Regions from separate parts of the Drosophila melanogaster genome. Here regions 1 and 3 are each linked to region 2. A link is a contact called in public Hi-C data. All regions are on one chromosome and are shown on one strand. The core of a region is the stretch at or near the end of the contact, and the rest is flanking DNA. Distances in the headings are between cores, read along the strand shown. Region 1 overlaps pnt (pointed). Region 2 overlaps REPTOR (Repressed by TOR). Region 3 overlaps cnc (cap-n-collar).

Region 1 (3,858 bases), core at 223-2,722, 1.3 Mb before region 2:
CAAATCTAAATTTAGTGGAACAATGGACGAGAGACTAAAAATGGATTTTCACCGCATAGCTCCCAGAGGTAAATAAACTTGATTTCTCTCCACTTCGACTTGGGTTTCATTAAGGGTTCATCTAATGACATCATACGAGTGTAAAACCAAAAAAAAATAAATCAAATTTGAACAGATTGTTTTAGAGGAGAAGGCACAGAACAATGAATAAAGGAGACACTCAAAAAAAAAAACAACCAAAAAAGGCAGCGGCAATTTTGCGTGCAAATATCTAAGATACACTAGCCTAGATACGCTCTCAACCAAAACATCGAAAGACCCTGGTCATGATGGGGTCTATAGTCCGTCGAACAATCAGCCAGCCAGCCAGTCAGCTCACATATGTATCTGTGCACCATTGTATCTGCGATGTGTGCAAAGATTTTTAAACCGCTGACTAAGCGTTAGATACTGCAAATTGATCGAATGCGTATGAAAATAATTGGTATGGGGCATCATTATTCATTAAAATAAAACGAAACACACACTTTCCATATGAATGGATGAATATTTAGATGGTGTTCAAATACCGAATGCCAAGCCGACTTATGTATGAATAAATTCCCGGCTGTGTTAAAGTGCAACACCGTAAATCATTCAACTCCCCTCACTCCTGAATCTTCAAGCGATGATGATGATGATGATGATGAAACTTTGAAACATTTTCAGCCTTTTTGCGCTTCGTTGATTTCGCTTGTAGGTGTTGCACCAGTGGGAGGGTCAAATTAAATGAAGAATACACAGTAAAAATGAGAAAAGACTCAGTTCGTTGGCCATAGCAAAAGTGAAGCGTGTTCATGACACTGTTTTTATTATTTGAAGATTTGGAAACTCGTTTGCCAAAGGCATGAACTCGATTCTTAATGTGTGTTATTAATCATAATTTGTTTTTTAGTTTTAATTACTGACTTTTAAGGTTCAGTTGTGAAGGCTTTGGATATCTGTTTGTTTGTTTGTTTTTTAGAGCCAAGTAGGCACACCTGGATGCCATCCATAAACGCAGGGCACTCATCTGCATAATTACCTATCACAGGGAGCCTAGGAGTTAAGTGCCAGGAGCCAGGTTAAAAGTGTCAACAAGTCACGCACTTAGGATCCCAGAGACTTGGAATCTCTTTAAGTAATCCTCGCCAGCTGGGGTCAATCAATTTTTCACACAGCCCTCGTCGCAAGAGAGAGAGAGAGAGAGTAGCCACACTACTTGTATGCAAATGATCGGTGAGGGCAAAAAAACATCAATAATATGCAAATGCAGCAAATTAATGACTGACAAAAAGACAATCGAAACGAATTAAGAAAACCAACCTACAAACCACTGGACGCCAATGCACACAAACGATCCGATCCGTTCCGATACGAGTCGCATAATTTCCGTAGATGCGGGCCAAGCAGGGACAATGACTATCCGAGTTTGGTGGATGGGGTCCGGTACCCAGACGACGGTGGCTTATCCGCAAGATTGAAATAATAACAATGCTGACAACAGGGGCTGATTCCACAACAACCACGCAAATGATTGAATCAATTTGATGTCCAGAACTTAGCCACTGAAACGATCGTGATGGACTTACATGTGTCCAATCAGACTATGACATTGATGATGACTTTTAAATTGAGTTAAGAACTAGGGAATATCTTAGGGATTTTACTAGAAATTGAGCGGTTTAAGTTCTTCAAAATATAATGATAAAGAATAAAATCTTTCAACTGGATCATACATTTATTATTAAGTACTCTGGTACTCTTTGAGGCAACCAAAAGAAAGAGTATTTAAAAGTCCCACAAAATATTCAGTCGCCGCTTCTTTTTTTTTTTTGGTTTTGTTTGACTTAGCCAATGAATTGATTGTTTCATTAGCCGCGCACACGTCTGCGACTGGGATATGTAAATTTGTATTGTAAATGTTTTAACATTTATGGTCATAATGTGTCAAAGACCATAAATTCAATTAATTTATTATAATGACAGGAGTGGGCCTGCCTTGGCTTGGAGCCATCGACAAAGTGCAGACGACCATGTGTCCATGCTGGGGGTCAGTTGATTAATAATAAGAGGAAATTTGTATCGCATACTACATCATCTTGACACTGCAACTCGGTTGGAGAAACAAAAACGGGCACAATGCAGCCTGATGACGATGCTGATGGTGATGATGTTGCTGCTGTGTTCCAATTTGTACGGCGACGCATTAAATAAATGTATCTCAATCTCAAGCTGTGCCCTGGCGTCGACACCGCCCCGCGACTCCACCAACACCCCCTCATGCCATCGAATATGTAAACAATTTAAATAGATATTTAGATATGCTGCCTACGCTGGCGCCAAGCTCACACCGTCCGACAGCTCGCTATTTGTTTTAAAATTTAATTTCCGTTTCAAATTCACATAAATAAATTAAAATCACAAAAATATAACTCACATAAACTCAAGACATGGCCTGCATTCGCCACACTACACAAATATCATCGCAAACGAAGCCAACGACATAATAAAAACATTGTATCTGTGCAAATGAATTGTTTAAATTGGCTCTCAATTTGAATTTAGTTATGGATCTGCTCGTGATTTAGAGTCTTTTGCCGGATGCACTAAACACATGCCAAACAACTGTTCATCATTTGGCCAAATCGGTGCGGAGGATGTGCAATAAATAAAAGTGATAGCTTAATGAGCTCCAATATCCATCTCCCATCGATCGTTGTAATTTCAATATCACTAGCGATTGTGTGTAATTTTACGGAGGATTACGTTGAGGAATGCTGAATGATTTTGCCCATTCATTAAGTCTTTAGCCAAGACAAAAAGTGAATGAAATCTGCTACGAATAGTTTTGCCTAGTGCAATCTAAGCAATTTTCTTATCAATTTGAGGCTATTTTTAGTTTGCAAAACCAAGCCCCCCATCATATCTTTATAGGTCATGCATCTGTAAAGTTTATGGTTTTCCAGTTCTAGGAAATTTCAATGAAATACTAAGTCTCAGCTTATGATAAGATGTTTTTGTTGTTATTACGGAATTTTAATAACTTGAATTGATTCCTCAATGGGGTAATTAACTGCATTGACGACATTGTGAATGGCTTGATAAGGAACGTCTTTAGAATTGCTGAAGTCTCCCTTGAAGTTCTTGATTTTTACGCATTTGATGTGATTATAAGATTGATAAGAACACATTTTCAGGATGTACCACTCAAAAATCGGAAACGGAAGTTATATATTTAACTCAAACCTTTTTCCGTCCGAAAACCTTTCAACTTCTCATCACTGAAGGACATTCACTTTCGATTCAATTTAATGTATGCATTTATGAATACGCCTAAATTACTATCTTTCAGGATTGGTTCACTTACCATTGTGGGAGTGGGGCGTGGCGCGGTGGAAGTTTTTATTATCACTATTCCCCGCCGACGTCACATAATCCATGGACAGGCGGCTGTTTATGCTGCTGTTGTTGCTGTTGGCGTGCGTCTCGTTGGGGTAATTGGCCACCTGGTGGTCCGATCCACAGACCGAGGCCGTGGTGGCCGACTCAAAGGAATTGCCGTGCACAATATCCTCATTTGGTTTCTCGCAATCTGAAAATGTCGAAATGCCGAAAAGGGGTTCGGTGAAAAAGGTGAGCAACAAATTGAATTAGTTGCATAAAAATACTAATAGGGTTTTTTTTTTCCCAAACTAAGAGCTAGCCAAACTCAATAAATTATAAAAATATGAAACTGTCCCAATGAGTTTATTTTTTACAGGTACGTACGTACACTTAAGTTTCAACCGCTAACTATATAGTGTACAAATAAATTGATTCAAATTTATTGAGTTGCAT
Region 2 (4,050 bases), core at 369-2,868:
TGACCGCTTAATGTTATCAAATCTACTTTAGATTCTAAAGTAGTTCCTATAGTTTAAGAGAATCCCTCAGCCACGTCAATAAACGAGAGTGCTACCCCCATATTATTCAATAGCATATCGACCCAGAACAAACACTATTGTGATCCCCCTGATTGGCTTATCTTTCATCCATTACAGCCGATAAGTGAGCACATTCCGGATGATAAGGTCTCCCCTGTTTTACATTAACCAATGCGGCAGTTTCGATTTGAACTTTGTAATACCCCGTTCGAAGACGTGAAGGTCACACGATGTGTTCGCATGGTTTGGCAAAAAGGGGGTGGGAACTGTTTCGGGGGAGCCTCTCGATATACAAGGCAAGCCCAGACCAAATGCTACTTTTGCTAAGTGATATGCTTGTATCTCTGGCTGCTTTACATTATTGCTATTTCCTCTTGAAATTGTTTAATATTCGTCAAAGGTAGCTGAACGCGTTGAAGGCCAAACAATAAAAAAAAAAATGCGGAGAGAACCGACCAAACACCAAAACATAGGAACCAAAAACCCGAATGGGGCGCTTATATATTATATATATGTATATATTCATATATATACACGCCAAACCGAGTATCAAACATGGAAATAGACGCAAAGGGGCGAATAAAAAAGAATTTATTACACATTGACTGCCGAAAAAAAGCAGAAACAAAAAAAGGCCCCAAGTGGAATTGTACGAAAAAGTGAAGAAGACAAGCAAACATTGGAGAAGCGCACAATAAAAGATAAACACACATTTATATATAATGAATAATACCATTAAAAAATTCCCCACACACACCGATACGTCGAGTTAATGAACGTGAAATGTTTGGTGGAGATAGCAACGCCAGCGAAAAAAGGGGCAAATGGACGAACATCTGATCCAAAGCATATGATATTGTGGACAGAAAACCGAGTGTATATACTATATACATACATATGTAAGTACAATATCCTGACTATTTGTATCTTTAAGTTTCAAGTTCTTAGGGTCCTCAAACCCCTGTAAGGGTAATATACCACTATATTAGAACCTAGCGATGGCTTATTTAGGGAACATCTACTGTATCTTCTCCACTGGCAATGTAAACTAATTAAAACCGAGTGGGATGCACGTGAAGAGCATTTGGAAGGTAATACCAGTTCTGGGGGTAAAGTACACATCTCCAGTTTGAGGCGTGACCAATGTGCACGTTATGTGACTAATTCAGAATAACGAAAGGGAAATGAAAATAAAAAGTAACCGCAAATAAATTAAAATTAAGCGATATTATGAACACATGTCTGGATCGGACGAACCAGTTTATTTCAACACAACATGAAATAATGCACTAATATTAACAATTATTGAGGAAAGCAGCTAACTTTCCAGAAAATATACTGTTAGCGTGGCTTGCTATCAACAAATTAAGTGACAGAGAGAGCAAGAGAGAGCCAAAGAGTGAGCACGAATTTTAAGCAAACCCAAGGTCAAAACTGTTTATTTTTTATATTTTGTTTTGAATGTATAATTTATCGCAGAGTTGCCTTTGTTTTCCACTCGCCTCACTTACACATACAGATACAGGAAAGCAATCTGCAGAGTTGTAAACAAAACGCGACGCTTGTAAATAATAATAAGCTTTTGCGAGAGCGTGGGCGCTCTCCTGCTCTCTCGCTCTCTCCCCTACTCTGGATCTGAGCAACATATGTTTTCCGTCTATTTGCTTTTGTCGCCATCTTCGTAGACTCTAGTTATTTATATAGGCTTGTGTAGTGCTTGTGCTCTGTAGATAATATATAATATGAAGCTTTTTGTAGCTTTGCGCCTGACTGACGAGTTTTGTGTGTTGTCGTTTTTGTTGCCGCCTCTAGCTTACAATAACAAAATGGAAGCTTTTACATTTCGCCAGAATTTATACTAGATTTGTGTACGCTTGCGTGAGTGTGGGATTTCATGTGCTTGTTGATTGCGCTATATGTACATACATACATTTATATTTATTTACACATGTATCTCAAAGTGTTGTGGAGCGTTCTGAGGGTATATTTGCAAGATTGGGGAACCGAAGTCCAAGAACGACTGATGAAGAAATGAAAATTCCTACGAAATCAAGGAATAACTTAATTTCTGGCCAAAATTACTCATACGCCACGTTTGCTCAAACTTGTCAACTTACGAATGAGTAATAAAATGTTTTGCTATCCAAAATTCTTATGATCTGCTTTTTCTTTGATATCGATCTAATCACAAATTTAAAGATTAAATTTATTACCATATTAATTGATGCAATTTTCTAAACATTTGAATTTTTCAAAATAGACTATATTACAATATTAAAACCAATGTTTTGAATTGTGAACTTGCTTGTCTCACTCTGAATTTCGTATTAAATTAAAATTGATTAAATTTGCTGATTAATTCGAAACAGACGAGCCTGCATTATAAATTTGTATTTCATAGTCGGTGATAGTGATGATAAGTTCAGATTGCAACGCAGACTAGCTCAAAACAAAAACAACTAACCAAAAGTTAAAGTGAAAACAAAGGCTGAAGAGAGCAAGGCAGAGAATCGCTGATCGGGAGCACTTCCGTTCCGCATTATCAATGGGTCAGTGGCAGTGATCAATGCCATGATGCGGGGGGTTTGCGGTGTTTAGGGTGCTATAGGTGCTCTATAACTTTTCCTTTTGCCCTTTTCATCGCTCTCTGGTTTGTTATTGTCAACATTCGTCATCGAGCGTCACATGTTTCCACTGCATGCAGTTTTCCCCACTCACCGTCTGTCTCTTTTGCTTTGATATTCCCCTTCTTTCTGGCAAAAGTCTTTACCCAGTGGCTTAGTCATGGGGGGTTTTTAATAGCCCTGTAAAATGGGTTTCTTTACCCACTATAGTTAATATAGCACAAATATTGACTAGTTGTGGCTTCTGTGAACTGATTGTATCCTCGAATAAATCTTACTTTTAGTGACTTTATTGTAACAATGAAATCCCTTTTCTGTATGTCTTGCATACTACGATAGCCATTTCTTTGTTTAGCAATTTGTGCAAGTCACTTTTACCTTTGTCTTTGTGTTGTTGCTCACACTTTGCTCTAATTTTAGGAACACGCAATTTTTGCATGCATCCATTACACACAACCACTCAAAGCCACCCACACAATGATAAACAAATTTATGTTGAGGTAGCCGCAGAGCCAAGTGCAAGTTCCTCCGATTTATTTTTAGTGCCCCCGTTTAGGAGGAAGCACATAAAAATAAATAGGTACACCGAAAAAAAATTGTATTAGTCATCAGAAAAATGTATCAAAATGCTATAAGTAAGACCAACCTAAAGATGCAACTGAATTAATAGTATGTACGCCAACAGATAATTGATTTTTCACTGTCTGCACTAGAAATATCCCGATTTTTTCAGTGTACCCAATTGTGTGCATGCTAGGTGTCGGGCATTCGATTCTATCGTTTATTTAGTATTCATATGCCGGAATGTTTAGCATAGCATAGCGAATGTCTGGCAATTGATGATATAACACGCTCTGTCGCGTTCGATTTTTGTTTTGCTTTTTGTTTTATACATTAATACTTCTTATACAAACAGCTGACGCAAATTGTAAATTGTTGTATTGATTGGAAGAGAAAGAGCGGGACAAGACACCGATCAGCGAACTCAGGAAAGTGCAAATAAACGTAGCCGTTGGAGGTGAGAGATCTAGGTTAGTATATAAGAATCGTTTCGATTTGCATATGAAACTAAATTTCCATAGCTTAAGCAAGACTTTGAGAATCGCATAGAAAGGTTCAAAATATTTTGAACCCTCATGAACTTTGCAAACCAATGGAAACTTTTACAAAGTTACACTTGCCACAACGTGTCTAAGCTACAACTTTGAGAATCGCGTAGAAAGGCTGAAAGTGGAAAGCTTATAGAGGCATAGTCGCGATAATAAATGCAACTTAAGTTTTGCTAATGCTTTGTTGTTCTTACTAATTGTTATAAAAAATATGGTGATTGACTTGACACTCTCAAGTGCTCCGTGGGATGCTTTCG
Region 3 (4,097 bases), core at 714-3,213, 1.4 Mb before region 2:
TTTAGTATGCCACCGCCCATCCACAGGACCCAAAAACTCCCAACCCCAACAAATCCAGGATAATCAATTTTCGTTTATATTAGAGCAGCCGCCATCTTTTTGGCAGGCCATTTTCTTTTGACTTATTTCGTTATTTCCTTTTGTTATCAGCAAATAACTTTGATAGGTTTTAGTATTATTACAAAATATAACAAAATTAAATTATGTTAAATTACGGCTAATTAGCAATTCCTTTCAATCAATTACAATCAGATGGATAAGTTAAATAAACAGGCCACCAGACATTTAAAGTACGCCAACTTAATCGACCAATTTAATTTTATCTAGCAACGAAACGTGCCATTTAATACATATCTATAACAACTTCTTGTCCCCCAAAAAGATCTCCTGCTTCTGTAGAGCTTATCTCTCGTTATTTTTGAAAGTGAAATTATATTATCCTAGATAAGATACGGACGGACCAAATGTAACCAGAACACAAGATCGTAGATGTACTAGTTTATTGAAGCGGCTACTCACCAGTTTCGTTATCGATGGTAAAGGGTATTCCGTTCCATTCATTGGTAATGTCCTCCAGTTGATTCTCATTGTTCTTGTCCTGTTGGGAGGAAGAAAAACACCATTAGTTTGAAATGAAACTGGATATGGGTATAGGGTATAGAGCTAGACCAACAACATTTGATGGCTGTTAGATAACCATCACCGATTCGACTTTAGCTTTATCTCTTTGTAAATATTGTGAAATTCCGTATGTAAATCGTGGTCGAAACTTTGCTTTACTTTACCTTATCTTGTTGAAGCTCCTCCAGAGCTTTCAACTTCTCAATATCGTCGACAGAGGCGGCACTGGCCTCGTTCTCGGCATTCACATCGGTGTCCTTGAAGCCGCTGGATTCCGAAATCGATGGATCCGAGGACTTGGTCTCATCCTCCGGCTTCGACTTGACATTGGTAGCCGCACTATTGCCGCTGGCATAGGAGGCATTGATGATCGCCTCCTGGTCCAAACTGAAGCCCAAATCCACATCCTGCTTGTAGAGCACCTCAGCGATCTCACTCTCCTGCAAGGGAAAGACATTCCAGTCAATAAGGTAGCACATTGATATCTCCATAGATAATATAATATATAATTTTATCAATTGCTAGCACAAATGCCTGACCATTATGTTCCTATGGATGAACACTTTCATATTCACAACTCCTTTGCAAGGATTACAATTCGATTCATCAATAGATCTGCACTATACTGGATTATATCAGTTGCACTTTCAGTCTTGTTGTATCTGTTGTTTTGTTTATATCATTCACGATCTCGATCACGACGTCATCCGCATTTGCTAGTTTCCAAAGAGAGACTGAAGGCTCCAAGAGCCGGACGAGTCATAGTCCATAATGGGCACCTCGCCCGCTCTTCTTTGCTCTTCCTCACTTCGTGCCGCTTTTCTTAATATGATAATGTCGATTTACATTTCGCGCCAGCTGATAAAAACGTTTCTGAATAGATAAAACTACGTAAGAGCTTTATGGATAGCCAAGAATGTTGGATACTCTATGAATTTAATATATCACACGGACTTAAATATAGGCTTTCATTTTTAAATTATATTAATAAATGTTTAAAGTTCGTTTGATTAAAGTGCTTATATAGTAGTAATTAGTCTATTGTAAAGTCATCGTGCTGTTAGCAACTTTGGATCTGAAAGTTGAAGGACTGTCGTAGAAGGGTAGCTAGTTTTCTAAGAGTTATAATCCAATTCTTACCGAGCTCTCTTAAGATACCACCCTTGGCCAATTGGTAAGACATAATGCCACTTAAAAGATTATACCTGACTGACTGATAGTGCTGTAAATTTGGCTACTAAACATAAGCCGAGGTGTACGTACGTACTATTATTGGCTGGCCAGTAATAAGTGCCCCCCTACATATAGATTCTCTTATTTCACAATTCTTATCGCCTCCGTGCCATAACTCATAGAACATCAAGCGCTCCCTTAACCCGCGGAAACCTCTCGAAGAGTGCTCGCTCTGTGTGAACAGCGTTGATCGATAGTGGCGAATCTTATCAATGAAACGCCACAGAGAGCCAAGTCCGTGGGCACAACGCTGGGTTATATAGTATATATTAGGCCGATTGCAGGGGGGGCGTATGCGGAACTTGGAAGGGGGGCCGGAGCACTCTCTTACGGCGTGCTTTGTGGCCCGAGACTTGTTTACGCCGTAGCTAACGAACGCCAGACCGGATCTCTTATCAACCGCCGCCAGCTTCGCCACACTGTAAACAATATTCTGTGGCTATAAATTTACCACCTAAGAGCGGATCATACACTTGGCGAAAACTTTTCAAAAGAGAATCGGAAACGAAATATTTGCAGATCGCTTGTCGGTTTGCCAATAAAGATGTTTGGTCGAATTCTGCCAATTCATGCGGTGGAATTCGAGCTCAAATTATAGCGTTAATGATGCATTATTAACGCTGCTGGCCGAAACCACTTTAATCCTTTTCTTTTTTGTTCTGGCCAAGTCAAGTCGGGCGGACTTGGCCAGGGAACGGGGGCGTTGTCGCCCACACTTAAGCCCGGGCAAAACCGTTTTTCGTTTCAAACAAAACAGGTAAAAGTCAAAGTGTTCTATGGTGAGGCATAATATCCATTGGACTGGAGGGATAATCACAGGATAATGGTCGACATTAGCAGTACAATTGCAATTCGAGCATACAACTTTCTGATGTTTTAATTGAAATCTTTTGGCCTCTACTTTTTTATTTTTGAGGTTTTTGTTTTCGTGTGACATTTTCCCGTAGCGTACATTTTTTTCTTTTTCCCATTTCATGCTCGTCGGCCCTTCGTGAGGCTTTCTTGGACTTTTCCACAGTGGCAACAAAAAGTAATCAATCATTGTGGCCACGCCTATCTCCTGGATTAGTCAGCAGAATATGGCGGCGGCATCATTGGTCTCCGCTCTGCTGCCATCTCCCTTGCTCTCCTTAACCCCTGAGAACCGTCGGAAAAATTAAGGGCCACTATGTTGAGCCCAATCAATTGCTGCCGCGCCAACGCCGACAGCGACGACGACTGAGCAGCTGGCGGAGCGGCAGCAGAGCCAATTCCCCAGGGACCAAGTGCGTGTGTGTAAATACAGTAAAGCAACTACAAATCAAATCATCCGATTCAGAAAATATCAAATATACAAAGCCTACCGAATAGAAAGAAAGGTAAAATAAAGTTAAAGGCAACCATGCACGATTTAAAAGTGTATATTTTCAATTGAAATAGGTTAATTTTAAAATGATTTAAAGTTTCAAAGTTTTACATATATTAACAATTTCTCTAGTTCAGCCTCTAGACGTTTCACTGTAGTTGAAAGTGTGCTGCTGTACGTTGCGCATGTTCGGTAGAAATGAGCAATTAAATTGAGCGGAGCAAAGAAGAAGGTCTCGGGATCCCAACAAAAATCCAAAAAGCCGAATCCTCCCCTGCTGGCATTTCATTATTACATTTTTTTTTTCTTCATTTCGGAGGGTTGTTTAAAACACACACATACAATATATATATATATATATACATAGCTATTTATAGCTGTTGATTGGAAACTTCGTTTTTAATTAAACTTTAAAGCAAAGTTGAATAGTGTTTTCAACTTTAAAACAAAGCTGATTTGAGTTTCCTTTTCTTTACCAGGGCAAAAGGTAAACAAAAAAAGAAATTCCATATATCCGACTTCTTACAGTGTAGCCAGTTACAGTTCTTATCGGTTAGGGTCGAAAATACGACCTTATCTTGTACTTATAGAATTTCGCGCAAATACGTGACATTTTAACAGTTCGAGAAGCACAAGCGAATATAAAGATATATAACTTGGAAATTCCCGAAATGAGATAATAAGGAAAATGAGCGTTTCAAACCAAACTAGATGAGGACTTGGTAGCATCATCGCAGGGTTCAATAAACCACAACACCTACTAAACGCGAAACAATTTCATAGATTTTGAAACTACTCCAATGCCTCCAATCCACATATATCAACCGACTTATTTATGGGCCAATTCTTATCACTTGTGCCGGGAAAAGTCTCTCCACGACCTTGTAGTGTTCGGCGA

Evidence for each region. Hi-C and Micro-C count contacts between places; a contact is called where the count stands out from the background.
Region 1: a contact with region 2 is called in a Hi-C map of the Kc167 cell line, with 4 times the contacts expected there. A contact is called at or near these places in 2 of 107 Hi-C or Micro-C datasets (both in the Kc167 cell line).
Region 3: a Hi-C map of the Kc167 cell line shows a contact between it and region 2, with 3 times the contacts expected there. A contact is called at or near these places in 1 of 107 Hi-C or Micro-C datasets (the Kc167 cell line) and 1 of 7 datasets of targeted methods (the Kc167 cell line).

The regions. Positions count from the first base shown.
Region 1 is chr3R:23,308,594-23,312,451 of dm6, forward strand. pnt (pointed) reads right to left here. Exons shown (of 9, transcript NM_079737.3): 6 at 3,389-3,613. Among named protein-coding and RNA genes, the nearest start is that of bb8, 20 kb to the left of the region's middle.
Region 2 is chr3R:24,564,208-24,568,257 of dm6, forward strand. All of the region lies in intron 2 of REPTOR (Repressed by TOR), which reads right to left. Among named protein-coding and RNA genes, the nearest start is that of lncRNA:CR46094, 7.5 kb to the right of the region's middle.
Region 3 is chr3R:23,208,823-23,212,919 of dm6, forward strand. cnc (cap-n-collar) reads right to left here. Exons shown (of 10, transcript NM_001260333.2): 3 at 786-1,061; 4 at 520-598. Among named protein-coding and RNA genes, the nearest start is that of fzo, 6.8 kb to the left of the region's middle.